3 separate regions of the Mus musculus genome follow, and all the other regions are linked to region 1. A link is a contact called in public ChIA-PET and HiChIP or PLAC-seq data. All regions are on one chromosome and are shown on one strand. The core of a region is the stretch at or near the end of the contact, and the rest is flanking DNA. Distances in the headings are between cores, read along the strand shown.

The links. ChIA-PET counts read pairs in DNA pulled down with a chosen protein or histone mark. HiChIP or PLAC-seq counts read pairs in DNA pulled down with a chosen protein or histone mark.
Region 2: an RNA polymerase II ChIA-PET map of memory CD8 T cells shows a contact between it and region 1, with 743 read pairs. The contact joins the enhancer-like site here to the promoter of Ptprc in region 1. A contact is called at or near these places in 1 of 39 promoter capture datasets (pre-B cells), 1 of 484 Hi-C or Micro-C datasets (CD4 T cells), 5 of 115 datasets of contacts at active chromatin or transcription factors (bone marrow-derived macrophages, effector CD8 T cells, memory CD8 T cells and 2 more) and 2 of 9 other capture datasets (liver and macrophages).
Region 3: a contact with region 1 is called in an H3K27ac HiChIP or PLAC-seq map of thymic regulatory T cells, with 4 times the contacts expected there. The contact joins the enhancer-like site here to the promoter of Ptprc in region 1. A contact is called at or near these places in 1 of 39 promoter capture datasets (pre-B cells), 1 of 484 Hi-C or Micro-C datasets (group 2 innate lymphoid cells), 8 of 115 datasets of contacts at active chromatin or transcription factors (the SCID.adh cell line, effector CD8 T cells, memory CD8 T cells and 5 more) and 1 of 9 other capture datasets (macrophages).

What each region holds. Positions count from the first base shown.
Region 1 is chr1:138,173,687-138,178,014 of GRCm38.p6, reverse strand. It overlaps Ptprc (protein tyrosine phosphatase, receptor type, C), which reads left to right and starts at 2,889. Exons shown (of 32, transcript NM_001111316.2): 1 at 2,889-3,000. The coding sequence starts at 2,928.
Region 2 is chr1:138,515,588-138,519,930 of GRCm38.p6, reverse strand. Nek7 (NIMA (never in mitosis gene a)-related expressed kinase 7) reads left to right here. Exons shown (of 10, transcript NM_021605.4): 6 at 3,295-3,403; 7 at 4,199-4,306. Among named protein-coding and RNA genes, the nearest start is that of Nek7, 100 kb to the left of the region's middle. Within about 2 kb of position 2,825, at least 101 of the 459 cell types and tissues checked have an H3K27ac peak or open chromatin away from gene starts, as enhancers often do. A contact at or near this core is called in bone marrow-derived macrophages, effector CD8 T cells, liver and 4 more, where this site is marked.
Region 3 is chr1:138,559,531-138,563,718 of GRCm38.p6, reverse strand. Nek7 (NIMA (never in mitosis gene a)-related expressed kinase 7) reads left to right here. Exons shown (of 10, transcript NM_021605.4): 2 at 1,934-2,016. The coding sequence starts at 1,960. Among named protein-coding and RNA genes, the nearest start is that of Nek7, 58 kb to the left of the region's middle. Within about 2 kb of position 2,803, at least 60 of the 459 cell types and tissues checked have an H3K27ac peak or open chromatin away from gene starts, as enhancers often do. A contact at or near this core is called in the SCID.adh cell line, effector CD8 T cells, group 2 innate lymphoid cells and 5 more, where this site is marked.

The sequences.
Region 1 (4,328 bases), core at 1,640-4,139:
TTCCACAGCTGGCTTGTCAGGTCTATTTATTGCTTCCCTCCCAAGGCAGATGGTACAATGAAAGCTAGCCCACAGGAAGAAAGCTTTCAGATTGGATCTAGCTTTTCAGATTAGATCTGAGCCCTATGTCCAAAGTGTGTGGTACCTTCAGCAATCTGGGTTTACTTTCAGCCTCTGGAAGGCAACCAAGGTTCCCAGCAATAAACAGCTTGTATTATTTTGAGAGTTACATGGACTACCCTGACCAGTTCAAATGGAGGGCTCTCCTGTCTTGGAAGATTTATCAGATAATCTACGGATCTTGTGGAGAGACTGTCAGCCCACGTGACATAGTTTATATATACTATTTGTAAGTTTGGGCAAATATGAAATAATATGATTCCTTGAGGCTTTAGAATTTTATTACCTGGAATTTAAGTTGTAAGGTTATTTCCATGTACAGAAAGGGGGATGTGCAAGTTTGACCCTGCAGCTCCTTGAAATCAAAGTAAGAGGAAAACAAAGTTTTAAGCATCAAAAATGTATCTGCAGGGTGCTGCAGAGATGGCTGAATGGGAAAAGTGCTTGCCTGTACAGGCATGAGAACCTGAGTTTGGAACTCCAGAACCCATTGTAAAAGTGACTATGCATGTGTGTAACCCCAATCCTGGGGACTCAGAGACAGGGCTTCATTGATCACACAGTCTACCCTAAATGCTGAGCACAGCTTCAGTGAGATACCCTAACTCAAAAACATGTATAGAGTGATAGAAGAAGACACCTAACATTACCTTTTTGCCTTCAAATGTACACAGGTGGATGAACACATGTACACCACACAAACCCACAGAGAGACACAGAGATACACAGACACACAGACACACAGACACACACACACACACACACACACACACACACACACACGAAAACACAAGACCCTATGGTATTTCATAATTAGGGATTATAATCACTGTGTCTACTTGTCTCCCATTATCTACATATTTCAAACACTAAGTTATGTGTATATTCTTTTGTTTTTAAATGAAAGTAGATAGCAAAATATTACTAGATCCATTTAATTGTACTGTTGAATTCACAGGAACCTTTAAAATACTGTAGGCATGTTCTTATTGGCAAACTCCCTGAGAATACCATCATTCATTCAGTCTTCTTTTGGTAGTAGAGGGAGAACATTATAGAAAGCCACAACCAGTCAAACTCAGAGAATGACTGACCTTGAGGTTTCCAACCCAATTTGATGCATCTGTAACACAAGGCTTGGGAAACTTACTCAAGCTCAGAAAACTTCACAGAAGAGGGAGTGGAAAGAGTGTAAAAGCCAGAGGACCAGGACGTCTGCTACAAGATAGTGTCTTTTAGGTATACGGGAAGGGTATCATCATGAAACCTCAATAAATGGCTTACTACCTTAGCAAGACCTTAATGGTGACAAGATCAGTTGATATGCTAAAGTTCATGAGGGAAATCTCAGAGGCCCCCACTCAAGATGAAGCATGAAAGGTAGTTAAGGACTGCTGAATATAAGAATTAGACTTTCGCATGGTGAGCTCCCTAACTAGTTATGTGATACCAGGTAGTCAACCCTATGTACACACAGACAAACACAGACACATACACACACACCTACACATCTACACATCTACACACACACACACACACACACATACACCACTAAACAAACTCAGTAGGTTATACCTTCAGGTGTGTGTGTGTGTGTGTGTGTGTGTGTGAGTGTGTGTATACATGTGTAGGGGTGTGTGTGTATGAGTGTATGTGTGTGTAGGGATGCGTTTATTTGTAGGTGTGTGTGTAGCAATAAAAGTTAAAGAATAAATGGTATGAATTAGGGATGAATCTGTGTATTTGGACATAGGAGGGTTCTGGGGAAAAGAGAGAGTGGGGGGAAATAATGCAAATTCAATATACATGTGAAATTGATCAGGGATGTGTGTGGTGGGGTGGGGAAATACTATGATCAAAAGAAACAAGTTAACTTTGTAAAAGACAAGGCTTGGTTTTCATTGCTCTTCTTTCATTGGTAAATAGCACAGAGCAACCCCAAATGTAGGGGCACTCCTGTCTTGAAGCAGAATTCACTGATGCACAGAGGAGAGTCTCACTCCACCACTCAAGGAGATACCTGCATAAAACTCAATGAAACCACCACCAGCAGCCCTGAAAAACAAATTGGGAGGCTCTTTAAAGCCAGTGAAGGTAGTTTTGCATAGGAAAGCCACATCACCGAGGAAATAGGCATACCATTTGAGTCTGAGCTCCTTATGGTAAATAACAGGAGTTGGCAGACATAAGCAGAAAGACAGTTGGTTTGGGTCACTTGGTCGTCTTCAACGAACTTCAGAGCCTCGTACCAGCTTAGTCACTGTGTTATCTTGCCAACCCCTATGTTGTTATACTCATGTGGAAGCTTGTCATATCTTGGGTAAGAAAATTATTGATGACTTGGGAGGGATGTATTGTTTTTGAATAAAGCTTCCTTAAAAAGATATTAAAAAGGAGCAATATTTATATAGTTTAAAACTGTTTTCCTTTAGAGGAAAATTGAGACGAACCGCTAACAGCATAATTACTTGAATTAAGGAAGTAAGAAGCCATTGCACTGACTTTGAACGACCTTTTTTTTTTTTTTTTTAACTTCCTGCAAAGAGGACCCTTTACAGTATTTTTGGAGAAGTTAGTAAAACCGAATCTGACATCACCATTTAGCAGTGCATGTAGCTAGCAAGTGGTTTGTTCTTAGGGTAAGAGAGTAGGAAACTTGCTCCCCATCTGATAAGACAGAGTGCAAAGTATGCGTTCTTTTCTTTTAGTTTTGACTTAGCTTTACAGAGACAAACTTCAAGAGAGATAACCATTATTTTGCCTTTCAGGGAGACCCTATTTCTTAGGGGCACAGCTGATCTCCAGATATGACCATGGGTTTGTGGCTCAAACTTCTGGCCTTTGGATTTGCCCTTCTGGACACAGAAGTCTTTGTCACAGGTAAGCACACCCATATTCATTTTTACTTCCTTGTATTTTGTTGATTTTGTGGCAAAGGCTAGGTTGAAATGGCTATTTTTAAAAGTTGCGTGTGATGGATATTGAAAGTAAGAAGATTCGTTACTCCATGTTCAAGTTTGCCGTTGTTCAGAGAAACAAGGCCTAGTGGAGGGCAGCATACACTGCTTCTGTTCAAAATACATAAATGTTTCGGGGAAAGATCACACTTTAATAGGAAAGTTGACTCTCTTTGTCTCTCTTTATTTGGAAACTGTTCAGGAATGTAGCTAAAGCAATTGATCCAACCTGCATCTGCTATGGTTAGAGGAATTGTTAATTAAGTCAGCTTTTAATGCTTTTGATCAAAATATGAAAGGTTTAAAATCACGAGACAGCTTTGCTTGTGTGTAAGCCAGTCTCTTCAGACAAAGGGTTGTTTCCTCAAATGTTAATGATTATTAAAATAGGGTTTTGAATGCTCAGCTACAGAAAGGCTGAAGAGCACATTAGGTGCTTTAAAAACTCTCCGTGTTGTCTTACCATCGAATGTGTTTTGAATTAATCATTTTAGTTCTGAGATAATGCTTCCTATGAATTCTGCTGTGGAAATTCTGGTAGAGCCACCGCCCTTCCTGGGTGATGGGTACAGAGTACAGCCTTGAAAAGGTAGACGTGTGTTACAGTTCATAAAATTCCTACAAATGCTGTGTCCTTCAGGACAGGGTGACCAGGCAGGCACTGCTTACTGAAGGTTCAGTCCTTCTTACATATCTGGTCTGGTCAATAATTATTTCTGGAGTAGTTTCTCTTTGAGACATGAGTTGATTATCAAGTTACAGCTAGATGGCATTTCTCCTTGTAGTGTTTAATCTAAGATACTTTTAAATGGGGAAAATAGTTAATTGTATCAGAATTCAATTTTATTTTTTTCCTGATGTTCACTCCTCTCGTTTCCAAAGAAATCCCTGGTACTAAGCCGGCTAACGTCTGCTCTGTGTTGTCTGAGGGCCTGGAAAAGAAATGCAGCCTCAGATACTTGTTTGTTGATGTTATCACAATAAGTTTGTTTTGCTTTTTAATTGGAAAGATGGATTTTTTTTTCAAAAGAAAATCCAGTTAGGTAAGTTGCGAATTTGCTTGGATGAGGTTTATCTGGCATAAGATGATTTTAAACAATGCAGGGCACCACAGAATCTTGTCACAATGCACCAACTACTTCCCAGGTCGTGAGCTCTCTATGATTTTTGTTATAATGTAAAGAGAATTATAGAGAAGAATTGAAGATTGTACATTTTATCATATATTGGCATATTTCCACTGTAAGTCCC
Region 2 (4,343 bases), core at 1,576-4,075, 340 kb before region 1:
AGCTAGCCAGAGCCCATTTATACATGGGTTTAGTGTTAAACATTCAATATGCAGGAAACTTTACTGTTAAAACCAAAGGTGTCTTTTGGATATTTTTTTCTTAAATACTGAACGGGGGCTGCTTGTATAAGCCTGTGTTTCATAGCAGTAAGTCACTTCAGCAATAGTGTAATCACGTTTGTGTTTAAGTTTATAACTTAATTAGCTCTGTGTTACATTTAGTTTTTCTATTGAATTAAAATCAATATTGTTAATGGTGTTAGAATATACATACAGTACTTCAAGGTGAGTGTGCTTTATAAAGACACTAAACCCACCCAAATATTATATCCAAGTGATCTATTAAACCTGAGTGGCAACCTTTGTCCTCAGACCTTTACATATTTTATTTGGGGTTTAAAGACATTCTGTTTCGTAGCATGAACATGGTAAATGTGCCACAACACATAACCTTTCATGTAAATACTTTGTTATTAATTTTTAGAAACTTTCCTTATGTTAATCATTGGTTATGTATGTTTAATTTTAAGTCTTACTTGTTTGCATTAAGTGTTTTATAATACAGAATTAAGTATTATTACAGGGATATCTAGCGTTCAGAAAGTAGGAGTTTTGAAAAGCGTTGCTATCCTGCTAGCGAATAAAAAATTCCCATTTTAAAGAGGTGTGTGACTCTGAGAAAGTTGAGCACTGCTGATGTCAACCTTGCAGCCTTGTATTAAAAGTGAGTCAGGAATTTCTGTAGCTTTGTTCCCCACCCTCTCTTAGGAGGCAGGCAATAGTGCCACGGTGAGAACCGATAGGTTTGCAACATTGTAGCTGTTGCTTCCGGAAACAGCCGAAGCCCTCCTTTTAAAGACTCTTTGACAAGCCCAAGCGTTTAAGTAGACAGTTTAGAAACTGAGGACCACCAGTCGAATAATCAGACTTTATTGCCTGGTAGTCAAGTTCATGTTGTTCTTCAGTGAGATTCCTAAGGTTTGTCAGGTCAGCATGACACTCATGCCAGGTTGCTTTCCTCCCTTTTAATTTGTTATAGGAAACAGTATCTGAGAAGAATTTATACTGCCAGGTCTTCTTCACCCTAATGTGCATTTTGTGTCCAGGGTTTTTCCTGTGTCCCTTTTATATTTTGTCTTTTAATAATGAGACTTGAAAAGAAACAGAAACACACCAACACTTACAATAATTAAGAAAAAGAGGCCATGGATTTGAAAGAATTCAAGGGGCAGGGGTGGGGTGGGAGGGTGGGGTACGTGGGAAGGTTTGGAACAGGGAAATGAGGTAATTATATTACAGTCTTCGTTTTTAAGTTATTTAAAATAATCAACTGCCAAGTTGATTATGGTTATGATGAGTTTAGACTCTGTTAAAGCATTAAATTTTTCTTCCATGTTCTAATGTCTACTTGATGCAGTGCATCTTTGAATGAAGAGACCCGGTACCCGTCTTGCTGTTGGCATCAGTCATCCCTCTGATGTGTTAATGTGGCATAGGGGGGTGCATGCACGGGCATTATTGGATGCGTTCCAAGTCTCAAGGAAAATTATGTGTAAAGAGCTGAATTTTCAGTATTGTCTCCTTCCAGTGAAAACTGATGTTGACACAGTCTGCCATAAAAGAAAACCTTCCTATTGAAACCCAATATGGGCATTTCTCCATAGTTAGAAGGACAGTGGTCTACTTTCATTATTACCTGGTCATTTAGAATAGGTTACTGACTTACTTGCTAATGAAATTGCAAAAAGTAATTGATTTTTCAGCCATGTGCTATGTAGGAAAAATTAGCCTAGTATTCTTACCTTTTTTTAAACAGACATTTTTTCTTCCTCTAGCAAGTGGGCACAGTGGCAGGGGGGTGTTGGTTGTTGCTGATGGAAAAGGACTCCAGTAGTTTCCCTGTAGCTTTGCCATTTTAGCCAGCCCTCAGCTGGCCACAGGTGCGACTCAGAAGGGCTGGCTTTTCACTTTCTCAAATATAGGGTTTTTTTTTTTTTTTTGCATTCAATACCAAAAAATTAATTGGTTGAACTTTTCCAAATGTGGTTTTCAAATACAGTAAAAAAACAGATTTAAAAGTTGATGTTAGGACATATGCTTCATAAAGTTAAGATTTTTTTTTAAAGCTTTGTAGGAAAAAAAAAAGCTGTTTAAAGGTACCGTTTCTTCATGTTGGTAATTTATAAGTACTATTCAGTAAGAAACCCACTGCACTGTTGTTTTTAAAAATGATTTTTATATACAGAGTATCCAGTGGGGCTGAGAGCTTGGATCTTGCTATGCTGCTTTCATAGTTTCCTGTTAAACTTAAGACAGGAAACTGGACGACGCTGCTCTGTAGCTGTGGGCTTCTGGTTGTGTTTAGCAGTTTCCCTTTCAGTCTCTGGACCCCTCCCTCCGACAGCCTGTTGATACTCTCAGTGCTTTGCTTCAGCTTTCCTGTGACCATCTCACTCTCCAGAACGTAGTTTCATCCATTCAAAAGACAGCTTTGCTTTGTTATGTGCAGTGAATACACTCATGAAAACTTTTATACCATGACTTAAGTTTTAGTAAATTATGGTGTTTCTAGTCACCCATGCAGCTCAACCTTTAACTAGAATTCTAGAGTGGAGACATTTGCCTGAAGCAGGACTGTCTTTTGTTTGTTTGTTATTTCTATTTTTGTTGTTGTTGGTGGTGGTGGTTTTTAAGACTAAGTCCTATGTGCTAGGCTGGCTACATACTCCTTACCTCGCTGAAGATAAGCTTGCCCTTCTGCTCTCTGGCACCTGCCTCCCAAGTGCTGGGCTTGCACTTTTGACTCACCCACTTCCTCTGTCTCACAAGTGCTAAGCTTGCAGGCATGCAACACCATGCTTGTTCTTGTGGTGCTGTAGATGGAACCCAGGCATGCTAGACACACACTTTAATCAGCTAATGCAACATACTCAGTAAGAGTGGTCTTTTAGCGAGTCTACTTTAATATTTCTTCATTTCCTAAAACCGTAGTCCTTCTTGAAATGAGATGTGAGATAAGTCATTTTAGATAGATGTATTTTTTTAAAAGTAGTTGGACATTACAGAGTAGTAGTGTTCCATAGCTTAAGAACAAATAGGAGGAAATGTAAGTCATTCTGTCAAGTGAAATTTCTGGAGTCGTCTTAGTATGGAAAATTATACTTTAAAAAATAATAACGAGGGGATAAAAGTTGATTTTTTTCTGACTTACTGATTCGCAATGCTGGAATTCAACTTTAAGAAATCTGATTTCTCAGAATCACTAATTTTTTTTTAAAAAAATATTTTAAACAGCACTTTAAGAAACAAAAGAGGCTAATCCCTGAGAGAACCGTTTGGAAATACTTCGTTCAGCTCTGCAGTGCACTGGACCACATGCATTCTCGAAGAGTCATGCACAGAGGTAAGAGAAGCACGGGAAGTCTGCAGCAGCATCTTAAGTGACATTCGCCACCAAGCACTTTAAGATAGCTTCCATTCAGTCCACGGCATTACCTGTTTTTCATAATTTATGTCTAAATTATAATTTGTCAGGACTGTAAGCGTTAAAGTGAAGCCCTGCTTTATGATAAATAATGCGAATTATGCTTTGCCCGACTTCTCTCAATACCTTGCTGGTTCTCTGGGTGAGAAAGGGAAGCTGTGGGGGACAGTGCATGTGCATTAGGAAGAGGGTTTGTCGTGTCTCCTCCAGACAAGCAGACTGTGGCATCCCAGCCTCAGGCCTTCAGGGATGCTTCATGGTCAGTCCAGTTGTTGGGCAGACATAATGCACTCAAGTCACTAAGTGACTGATCCACTTATTTGGGGCTGTCAGATCTGAAGCAAATTATTTAGGGAATTGTGATTTCTGAAGCCATGAAATGAATACAATGTACATAATATTGCTAAGGTATGATTTTATAACTTGTGTAAATGTACCAATTCCTTTTTCAGCAGCATGTTATTTAACACCATTAAACAAAGGGGGACACATGTTTATTTTGTGCCTTAAATTTTCACCCGTATTCCTTGTGATATTAATTGGACTAAGAAGTTTGAAATATATGAGAATAATTCAAAATATAGTGAGTGACTTTCGGTTCAGACCTTCATATTTAATAGACATTTTGAATCCTTCCACAGGAGGAAATTTCGTATTCCTTTCAGATTCCCAAACTTATAGCATCTCTCACCTGATCTCTTCATTTATCCACAGATATAAAACCAGCTAATGTGTTCATTACAGCCACTGGGGTAGTAAAACTCGGAGACCTTGGGCTTGGTCGGTTTTTCAGCTCCAAAACCACAGCTGCACATTCTTTAGGTAAGAGGCATGATTTCACCGCTTCAGTCCGTTACGT
Region 3 (4,188 bases), core at 1,554-4,053, 390 kb before region 1:
GAAACTGAAAACCAGTTTTGTAAGAAATTAAATATTCCATATTCATAAGTTTGTATACTTAATTATTGTTATTTCTTTGGTTTTTTTGTTTATTTTCTGTTTTTTGTTTGTTGTTGTTTTTTCTTTTGTTTGTTTTGTTGTTGTTGTTTTTTTGTCTTTGTTTTTGTTTTTTTGAGACAGGATTTCTCTATTTGTAAACTTGGCTGTCCTGGAACTCACCCTCTAGTCTAGGCTGGTCTTGAACTCACAGAAATACCCCTGCTTCTGCTTCCAAGTGCTGGAATTAAAGGTATATACCACCACTGCTTGCTTGGCTTATTTCTTCTTATATTCAACTACAGAATTATATTTCAAAAATATTTTTAAAAATGGAATCAGACAGATTCTGAAACTAATATTAAAGTTAAATGTAATTAAGCAGAATAAGTACTTTGATGTGTTTTGAGACCAGTTCCCACTATGTAACTCTGTTTGACCTGGAACTCATAGTGATCCTCCTGCCTCAGCTTCCCAAGTGCTATGATTCACAGGTGTGTATCACCATGCCTGATTATCGAGGTTGTATAGTAAGCCAGGTATGGTGGCACACACCTTTGACCCCATCATTCTGGAGCAGAGGGAGGTTCAAGGTCAGCCTGGTCTATATAGCTAGTTCCAGAAGAGCCAAGGCTGTGTAGAGAGACACTCTTTCTCCCTCCTTCGCCCAGTTATTTTATTATACAGCATTGCTACTTAGTACTTAGTTTTTGTATTATGTATGGCAGTAGCTAGGTATGTAGTCCTCTGTAGTTTAGATGCCATCAACAGGAGGTTTAAGCATAGACAAATGGGTGTCTTACTAGAAAGGAAAGAGAAGCTAAAACAGATACAGTCCCCTCTGTACTGGCGGGTAATTGGTTTCAGGATTTTCTGATTTACCATGGATACTAAAATCTGATGGTACTCTGGTAAACCTTATATAAATTAGGGCTTATATATTTCAAATCACTATATAGCTTCATATAGCCTACACATATCTTCCCATAAACTCTGTGAGCATCCTCATCTAATATAGTATTGAAGGTTCTGTAATGTGTTGCTATATTGTTGAAGGGATAATGCCAAGGAATGTCTATATGTATTCTGAACCAACGTAGCTCTGTGAATACAGAGTGCTGACTGTGTCTCTGTGCAGAGTGACTTGACTCAGGATAAAGATGAGAGAGCAGCATTGTGGTATGGTGAAGGGCACTGTTTTCAAAGAGTGCAATTGGGTATCCATAAAGACAACCGATTTCCTTTATTATATAAATATAATTCCAGACAGCAGTCTAAATATGGAAGACTAAAGAATAAATAAAATGGGGGAACTTATATAAGGGAACTGATTCGTAAGTAGCTTATAAGACATTCATCAGAGAGAAGTAGATGATCTAGACTGACTGCATTATAATGATGAGTTTCTGTTTACCATTGAGAAGGTTTTCGACAACTCGTGTGGCTGAAGATCAAATTTGCAGTGCAAATGACCTATATCCAGAATATTGTTGCTACTGTTTAAAAGGTATTCTAAAGGAAAGTTTAGTATTATTTTAGTAAAGTATTAGATGTGCTGGTATTTTTAGAATGTAAAGAATAGATACAATTTAGGGTTGCTGGGGCGCTTAGCCCTAGTCTGGGGATCTTTGTGTGCTATTAGTCTTCCCTCAAGCATGGGATGTCCTTGATCTGTTTGCCCGGAGAAGTGGAAATGGTGTGCTAGTGTCTGATTATGTGAACTAAACAGAGCTTGGGTGTAGCAGGTGTCAGCAATAGAAGCGGAGGGTGTCTTAGTGAGTTGTTCGGAAGCATCACAGGAATCTATCATATCTCCGTGCATGTGTCGGGCCCGTGGAAGTGGTGTGAATTGGTAATGATTGCGTTCTTTAAATTTCAGCTTTCCGTTTTTTTGCAGAATCCTGAAGTCCCAGTTGAGTCAGAATGGATGAACAATCACAAGGAATGCAAGGGCCGCCCGTTACTCAGTTCCAGCCACAGGTAATTTAATTAAGCAGGGATAAGTGTGTCTCTCTGTTAAATATGTGGGAGTAAACCAATCAAGTAAGCCGCAGTCAAGGAGCGGCCAAGTGGTCATTTTGAATTTCCAAGTTGTAGTCAGAATTACTGGCTTCTACGTGCTTCCTGAGGCTCGGTCCTCGTCTTCAGCAGGACAGGAGGGTAGCTCTAGCTTATGAGTTCATCTCTTGACTTCTTGGCTTTGAGGGTTACTGATAGTCTGGGGGAGGCGAGGAGGGGAGGGGAGGCGAGGTTTAGGAGTGTCTCTGCATTTTGTACCCACTTCTGCTTTGGCTGGCAGCTCTTGACTTCCATCATATTCTCTCTCTCTCTCTCTCTCTCTCTCTGTCTGAATTTTTTTTATTATGTTATTCCTTATATCTTGTAATGTAAATTGTTTTTGTAAAACAGTGTATACATACTATTGAAATTCAACTTGGAGTTTCCCAGCATTTGTTGTTAAGGTGCCCCGCAGAGCCCCATATGCAATGGATGCTTACAGTGTAAGCTTCACTTTCCCAGGTGGCACCTCATTGTCCCTACTGTCGTTCATACAGGCTGCTTCTCAGCCTGGTATTGAGAGGTCTTCTACAGCAGCCCTCACTTACGCTCCACTGGCCTTGCCTCGGTTTTGCTCAAAGGTTCTCAGTGTTGAGGACCCGACAGGACTTACAAGTGAAATCTGTAGTGGAGTGGGTGTGTGGCAACGTCCCCACAGACTTCCGCGTGCAGTGCGCACTGACTCCCAAAGCGGGCATGTGTGACGCCCATATTGGTCTCCACACTTGCTTAGTCTGTGGTTTCATTCGTTTCAGTGCATCTGTTGGCTTCTCCCAGCAGCACAGCTCAGAAATGCAGCCTACAGAAAACTGTCTTTGCTGATTCCCTGAACTCACCCATGTTCTACACGCCTTCCTGCTCGCTCTTTAGTTTTTAAAATCTGGTCCATCCTTCCGGGACCATCTAAAGCGCCAGCACTGCCGTAGGGCCTGTCCCAACTCCCGGTCTTCCCACGGAAACTTGATGGAGGATCTTGATGTTTGTTCTGGTGTTTCCTGAATCTTTGTTATCTTTGTTTCGTTTGCTCATGTGGGCATTTTCCTTAGCTCTTCTTATTAAGCTAAATCTTGTGAGAAAGGATACATTTACTTTGGACACTGCTGAGCTCTTATTTTTTTTTTACTTGTAGTAAGGCTCAGGTAGATACAGAGTTGAAGCCAATCAGGATGCCCTTAAAAGGACCATGTTTAATCATTCTCAAATATATATATTTAATATACGTTGTGTTGCTATGTTCTCTGTACTTGAGTTTTCAGTGTTGAGAAAAACCATTTAGAGCAAGAATACTTTTGCTTTCAGGATTGGCTCTATCAAGTCTATCTGTAACTTTGTAACGGTCTTAAGTTACACGATCAAGATTGTTATAAGCAAATGGTATTAGCTCTACCTAGTTTAATGCCATCTCATCCGATGATGAGACACTGAGACACCATTATTACACCGTTCCTAGCAAAGACAATAAAAGAACACCTCTAAAAATTAGGGAGTTCATGTTGTGATTCTGAAGTTCACAGTTTTGGCTGGTCCTGTGCTTCAAAGAAAAAAAAAATCCCCTTTTTTTTTCTTTTTTTTTTTTTTTTTTTTGCCTCCTACTGACTTGCCAACCAAGAAAGGTCGGGGCGGCAGTAGGAGGCAGAAATGAAAGTAATTGTTTTCTTATGAGACACTAGGCTGCCACACAGTCTAAATTTCAAAATCATAGACCGGTTCTGCATCTCTTTTCACACCAGTCCTTTCGTTTCTGCCTCCTGCTGTTGCTCCTGTGTGGGTGGACCGACCACTTTCCCTGTTGGAAACAGGCAAGTGTCATCCCAGGCTTGGCTGCCTTGTGGCAGGCATATGGGGGGAAGGGAGGGGCTTTCCCCTTTCCTCCCCTCTGCCTTCAGACTGATGGTGTGAGACAGCGAAAGAAAGATTACCTGACAAGAGCTTATAGGCGTTATTGCTTATTAAGTCTTTGAGAAATGTTCCTGCTCTCCGTAGCATTTTAAAAGACAGGGAAGGACAGCCTGGGCTTAGGGTTGACAACCTCCCTTTGTTTTGTTCCACACCATTGGTCTGAATAATGGGGGTGATATGGTAACATATGGTTAG